Regions from separate parts of the Sus scrofa genome. Here region 1 is linked to region 2. Evidence: chromatin contacts called from public HiChIP or PLAC-seq data. All regions are on one chromosome and are shown on one strand. The core of a region is the stretch at or near the end of the contact, and the rest is flanking DNA. Distances in the headings are between cores, read along the strand shown. Region 1 holds the start of CSDE1 (cold shock domain-containing protein E1). Region 2 holds the start of TSPAN2 (tetraspanin-2).

What was found. HiChIP or PLAC-seq counts read pairs in DNA pulled down with a chosen protein or histone mark.
Region 1: an H3K27ac HiChIP or PLAC-seq map of alveolar macrophages shows a contact between it and region 2. The contact joins the promoter of CSDE1 here to the promoter of TSPAN2 in region 2. A contact is called at or near these places in 1 of 47 Hi-C or Micro-C datasets (heart right ventricle) and 1 of 2 datasets of contacts at active chromatin or transcription factors (alveolar macrophages).

Annotation. Positions count from the first base shown.
Region 1 is chr4:105,802,786-105,806,424 of Sscrofa11.1, reverse strand. CSDE1 (cold shock domain-containing protein E1) reads right to left here and starts at 1,913. Exons shown (of 19, transcript XM_005655417.3): 1 at 1,761-1,913.
Region 2 is chr4:105,501,455-105,505,035 of Sscrofa11.1, reverse strand. It overlaps TSPAN2 (tetraspanin-2), which reads right to left and starts at 1,937. Exons shown (of 7, transcript XM_021089999.1): 1 at 1,788-1,937. The coding sequence starts at 1,856.

The DNA of each region.
Region 1 (3,639 bases), core at 664-3,163, 300 kb before region 2:
TAGGAATTTACCAGAATTTAACTATACTCTGAAGATCATACTTATTAAGTCAGAACTTATTTACAAAAAAAGAAAACCTATCTTCTGTGCCTCAAATACTTTACTTTTCAACTCAGCTGCTATAAATACTCATCTCAAGAGTAAACATCCAGAGCAGCTGCAAAATCACTCAAACCACTACCATCTTTTATTTCGGGCCTATGGCTAAAAGGAAAAAAGAAGAAACATGGCTGAAAATTTATCAAGATTTTATGACTCCACCCCTTTACCTACACCAACAATAAATACACAATATTGATTAGTACTAAAAGGACACCAAATTATTTTATTTCCCCTCAATATAGTATTGAAAATGCTTCAAACTAAAAATGAAAATTACTCAGCGTTTTGATATGGAATAACTTATATTAGTGGCTATAATTTGGTACTTACATTTTATTGATTTGAAGCTCTGGCCAAGAGCTAGCTGCCAGTTCGAACCATTCTGGTAAAAAGCTAAGTCCTTCAGATTTAAATATTTAACTATCACAGTGCCTTTGGGCGTTCTCCATCCCTCTCCACGCTGTCCCTCAACTGTTTAAAAAGAGGACCACATTATTCTGCTCTTTTAGGTGCAAAACAAGGAAATCAATCGCACAATGTTCAGATTTTTTATTTGCAGTCTGAGATCTGTTTTAGAGAGCATACCCTGCCTCACTTGAGAGTCAAGCAAGAGAGGAGCCATCTGAATGTTTCTAAAGGAAAACCTTAAAGCAAAAACACCCGTGGCACTAAGATTTCGGACTGATGAAACATCGGGGGTTAAAAACCTCCAAAGTGTCTCTGACCAGGGCTCTAGAAAAAACTAACTCTACTTAGAATGATGAAGCCAAGCCGATCTTTGCACAATGTGGGCCAGGCTCCTGCACCATAAGAACAAGAGAAGGTGGTAAGAACTCCATTGACCTCTCACAGAGTTCGCCCCAACCCCAAGGACAGGGGGTGAGAGCCATGTGCCTAAGGGGTTGGTTCCTTTTCTTAAGAACCTAAGGGAGGCTTAGGTGGGTGTTGAGACCCAAGACAGACAGCTCTAGGTGAATGGAAAGAAGGACGACAATTTGGCCGCGCTACAGTGCCAGATGTGGCCGAGGAAAGGGGGTGTCTCTAAGCACTTAGGTGGAGTGAGGTCTCAGTCCGTACACAAAGGAGGCGCCACTACCGCAATGCGCTCTGGTACTCGTAGTCAGATGCCCAAGCCAGAAGGTGGCAAGAAACTATGGGGTCCAGAGTCAGAGCAGGCCCCTCTCCTCAGCCTCCGGCTCTTCCAGCATCACACAAAGGACCGCGCCACCACCCCCTCACCCCGCCCGCCGGGACTTGTAGTTCCCGTTCCCCTATCAAACCACAGAGAAGGACTAAGCCAGACTACAACTCCCAGCAGCCTCCGCGCCCGAGCCCCGCACCCCTGCCTCCATCTTGGCTGCGGTCGGAGCCTCCATTTTCGCTCCCTCCCCCCACTTTAGTCACCACCACTGCTACCACACGCGGCCGTCGGGCCTCGATTCTTCTCTTCGACTCTGCAACTTAACGTGAGGCCTAGACAGCCGAACTAGGAGGGAATGGAAAAGCCTGAGGTAGGGACTCAGGCTGAGTTCTTTCCTACCCGGAGCTCTAGGAGTGCCCAATCTAACTCTGAAGTCTCTCCCGTTCGTCTCGGTCTTCACATCTGCCTTTAGCCCGGGTCCTTGCTGCCCCCAATTAGACCCTGAGGTCGTACTTACCCCAACAGCTCAGCGCCCCCTCTCCAGCGCCGCCATAAGCAGCACGGCCCGGTACGTAGGAATAAATCTCGCTTCTCTCGCGAGAGTTGCGGGCTCCGAGCGCGTGCACAGGAAGGGGGGGTGGAGCGTATCCCTAACACGCCTGCGCACGAAGGAAGAGTGACGCCAGCTTGTACCCTGCATTTAACCACAACCAAGATGGTGTCTACGTTCCCTAAGATTCTCTACCCCGTGAGCTGCGGGAAACAACCTCAGTGTTTGCTGACTCCGCTGGGACGCAAGGGGCGGGGCGGCGGGTGACTTTTGGCCTCTCTTAGATTTGCACACCTGAGTATGCTTCAGGCAGAGAGACCTGGGTAAAACAGCCGCGAGGGCGAATAGCTTGGAGGGCATATCAGGAATGTCATATAAAAGATTTCTCTTTTCCGAGAGATAATCCCGAAGCTCCTAAACTCCAGTTTCTTTTTATGTACAGTGTAAGCTTTCTCTCATCTGCTGCTTTAGACTGGAGTTTTCATTAGTATAGAGTTGGTTTTTAGCAAAGTGATTTGGATGCCTTAAGTGAAAAATTTGTCTCCCACAAACTGTATTGTGTGCAACAGACGGACAAGAGGGAGCAGGGTAGCATAATCATTAAAAAACTCCTTCGGAGATCCCGTCGTGGTGCAGTGGTTAACGAATCCGACTAGGAACCATGAGGTTGTGGGTTCGATCCCTGCCCTTGCTCAGTGGGTTAACGATCTGGTGTTGCCGTGAGCTGCGGTGTAGGTTGCAGACGCAGCTCGGATCCCGCGTTGCTGTGGCTCTGGTATAGGCTGGCAGCTACAGCTCCGATTGGACCCCTAGCCTGGGAACCTCCATATGCCGCGGGAGCGGCCCAAGAAATGGCAAAAAGACAAAAAAGACAAAAAACAAACAAACAAACAAAAAAAACCCCAAAACTCCTTCAACTGACCTTTCAAGTTACCAGAAGATGTTATTAGTGTGTCAGGTAATCAAAGAGACTGAATCAGTAACCAAAAGGTTGAAATCAGGGCAAATGGATGATTCATCCAAGGGAGAAAGAGGAAAGGAAGAAAATGGTTAATTCTGTCCACAGAAAAGTTCAATGAATTATCCCTTGACAAGCTTTAGAGCAGTTCCCTCTGGTGAGAGGAATGCTTTTCACGTATTCTGTGGCTCTCTTACTTGACAGTGTTGGATCAAAAATGACCAGTTACTCTTCTGAGAACTCTCCCACCCATTTTATTTTCTCTTTGAACATATATTTGTCTGGCATCTCCTAAGTGACATCGCTGGAATGCATACAGTAGTAACAACAAACGGATATGGTTCTGTCCTCAAAGAATTTGTAGTCTAGCACCATTCAATAATAAAACAAAATCTAAACATACGCATTGAAATAAGTGCAGGGAAGGACAGCGTATAACCTCCAATTCTGAGCAAATCATCTTGAATTATAAGAGGAAGCAATATCCTACTTCTGATGTTCAAAGATTTTTCTCTTTGCCTCTGTTGTTATTGGTCTAATCTCATTAAAGAGCAGCCTCTTTATTGCCTTCCCACGCTTTCCCAGGAACACATATTTGCTTCACTTTCAGTGCTTTCACAGCTCATTCTACTATAATTATTTATACTAGCTAGTGATACTTTAGAACAGGACTTGTGACATTCATCGTTGCATCACTGGTTCCTGACAACACCTGGCATAGACAGCTCTCAAAAGCTTGTTGAATGAATAGGACTGGACAACAGTGTAAGTTGTTTTTAGAAAGTGGAATGTTCAGTTGGGAAGTACAGAATATAAATATATCAAGCTAGCTCTTCTTTTTTTTTCCTTCTGATCTCTCTGCAGCAATAGATCTAGTTTGGATATTCT
Region 2 (3,581 bases), core at 688-3,187:
GATGCTGCTGGCCCAGGACTCACACTTTCAGAATCAGTGGTTACTAAATGGGCCACAGTGCTTAGGAGCATGAAGGCTGAGTTTGAATCCCACCTCTGCCACTCATTAGCTGTGTGACCTTGGGCAAGTGGACCTATTTGAGCTTCTGTTTCCTTGTTTGTAAAAAATGGGGATAATAATAGAATGCACATCAGGATTGTTGTGAGGATGAAGTTGATAATGAATGCCACGTGCTAAGCACTATCCCTGACACGTTGAAAATGCTTAATAAATGCTGCCTATTATCTCTGGAAAGTCTGGCATAACATCAGGCACTAAATAAGCACTGAACCCAGCCTAAGGATTCCTTTTAAGACTTAGATAAAACTTCTTTTGTATTTGTAAGCAGTGAGAGTGAAGAGTGTCACTGAAGCATGACATCTATAATTAACAGCTTTTGAAATTAAGCCAGACTATTAAAAAAACAATATAAAGGACCTTCAGAAATTCCCCTCCCCATATTACGCTGGATGTAAACACCATGTACAAAGTGTACAAAAGCCATATGTATTTTTAAAATTCAGGGCTGTCTACGGGGTACCTCCTTTATGCCTTCCCCTGCTGAAGGATGCTGAGGATGGCAACTCGACCTCTCAGAGTTTGGAATAGCTGGAGTCACCCAGGCATCTTAGCTAATGGGTTGGCAGTCACAAGCAGAGACCATCCTTCAATAATTAATTAGTTGGAGTCACAGGAAGACAAACTCCCCAGAGCCGATAGGGCAACCACCAACCTCCTCTATCCCAGTTGTTTCAGAGCACCCAGCCCCCTGCTACTCCCTCCTAGCTCTAAAAACCTCATCTCCCAAAGGAAGATATGTATTTTCCTTCAGGGTCTGTCTGAGCAGTTACAGTGGCTGATTCTCTTGAGGAAGCCCAAGAGGTAATGTGCAGACAAGACAATTTTCACACCTTGTCTCCAGCCCTTCAGGGCCTGAGACAGAGTATCCTGGAATGGAGAGATGTCTAGCCCTAATTTTGTCCCAATAATATAGAATATAAGGGTCGTGGCCCTGTCTGTGAACCTGTAATCCCGGGAATGTTGTTCATTCAATGCAAAGTTGAATGAGATCATCTCTGGGAGCATTAGTATTTAGCAGAGGCTGTGGGCTGGGGGTTGTGGGGAGGTGCAGCTGCTCCTTGGAAGCTCCTCCCTTCCGCCCATTCCCTCGAAGAAGAGCACAACCAGCTTCTTCCATCCAGCGGTACCCTCCCCCAATACCCAGAAAAAAGACGACCCCCCCCCCCATACCACTTCCATTCCTACTCCGATTTCCTATACAAGCCCCATCACAAACAGGTGCTGTCTGCGCACACTCCGGATGGGGTCCGGGTGCTCTGGCCATGCCCCCCCACCCCCCCCACCCCCCACCTCCGGCTCCAGCAGGAAGGCAGGGCGAGAAGGGGGTGTGTGCACGGGGTCCAGAGGTGAGGAGAAGCTGTTGTCCCCGCACCGGGAGTCATGAGGCACTAGATGAAAACCAAGGCAGAGAGGTTGCTCAGAGGGAAGAGCCGCACAGGGTCTCCTCTCCCCTTTCCGTTGCTCAATCTCTCTCTGTCCGTTTTATCCCCCTCTTTCCCTCCCCCCAACCTTTTGTCTGCTTTTTTCTCACCACCTCCGCCTTTTTGAACACCCTGCCTTCTGGAGCCCAGCTTCAACACCGCAGCGGTCAGCCTCCGGGGGACTCTGGCCCCTGCGCCCCCGCCCAGGCCCCTCCCCTCTCCGGCCCTCTCGGCTTCGGGTCTCACCCAGAAGAGCAGGTTGAAGCCGAGCAGCAGGTACTTGATGCATCGCAGGCCCCCTCGGAAGCGCCCCATGCTGCGGCCCGGGCGGCGGGATCTCGAGTTCCCAGGCCCCGGCTCCGAGCGCCGGGAGCGGCGGGAGCCGGCGGGGAGGGGGCGGAGCTCGAGGGGCGGGGGCGGGGCCTGCGGGGGCGGGGCGGGAGCCGGCGCCCAGTGTGAGAGGGCCAGCGAGGACGCGGACCGAAAGGCTGATGGTGGGTGCAGGTCGAGCCGCCTGAAGGAGAAGTTACCCCCTTCTGCCCTTGGAAGCAGCCTCCTTCCCTCCCCGGGCCCTGAGGCGCCAGGCTTGCAGTGGTTATGCGAGCATCTGCGAGAAAGGAGCGTCCGCCGGGACTCAAGACCCATTTAATCAGAGCTCTGTGCAGAGACTCATTTGAGGCCTGCGGTGAGGGTTGTGAATAAGGACACGGCCCTGGTGGCTATGGAAACCTAGGAGAGTGGCCTCAGGTAGAAGAGATAAGTAGGAAGCACCCCATGCCAAGGCCGTCCTGAAGCTGACAGTACCTGGCGCGGGGTACCCGGGCCGGGGCACTGGGTCCCGGGCTGTGGTTCCGAAACGCCTTGTGAGCGCACAGGCCTCGGAAGCCGCTTCTAGGGGACCCTCCCTTGGCCCCTCCCGTGCTCCTCCGAGAACTCTTACCTTAATAGGCAAGAACTGGGAGAAGGCGCGGGATGGGATGCGGCTTTCTTGCGCCGGGAAGGCTGCTCCCCACCCCCTTGACTTGGCCAGCAGAGAGGAGTCATTCTCCCCGGGTCCTGCTAGATTCCACTTATGGGAGCGCTTGGAAAGGAATCCAAATTCTCGGGGATTATCGTGATGTGGAGATGGGAGCAAAAGGGGACAGGTTTTGTTTTGCTTTGTTTTATTAAGTTAGGCTGCTGGTGGGAAAACCAGGCTCCCACTCCCATTGACTAAGTGTCTACAATATGTGGTGCCAGACAGTGCGGGGGCGACGCGAAGGTGTAAAATCCAGGGAGCCTATGCATTAATTCAGTAAAACTTTAAGTACCTGTTATAGGCCAGGCATAGTAGCAAGCTCCAGGGGCTGGACAATGAGGAGAGAGCTAGGCCGGATAACACCAGCTCGGGTGGTAGAGACAGATCTGTAAGCAAATAGTTATAGCCAGGTGAGGATGAGCCAGGAGATAGGTAGGTTCTAGCATAGACATTTACAGCCAGCCACTTGTTTATACTTGGAGATAGAAATAACAACAGGAACAAGGTAAATAACTCACTTTGCTTTCTGTAGACACTTTAAACAGTGGTAATGGCAGGGGCAGAGAGGGGCTAAGCCCTCCTTGGGGAAAAGATCAAGAGGTCACATACTTCCCATCCTTGGGGTCAGGGAGATTCCAACTACCCACGTGCAGAAAGACCCCTCAGGGTCAGAAAGGGAGGGGGCACCAGGCCATAATAAGTCCTGGTAACCTTCCCATAGGCCCTTGCTCTGGAATCTATCTTGGCCAAAAGATGTGCCTGCGTATCTGGGCAGACCCTGGGTCCAATCAGCTGTAAGAAGGAAAAGAAGATAACTGGCCAAAGGAAAACAAAAACTGGAAAGAACTGCCCCTATATAAGTGACCTAAATCATCCCTTTGGCATGCTTCCCACTAGCAGGGGTGTCCACACTCCTCTCTGAGTGTGCTGTTTGCTTTTAAGCTGCTCCTCTGTGTGCTCTCCCACATGTTGTATTGTGCCTCTAATAATAAACTGTAGCTGTTTTTACAGTTTTTGCCTCC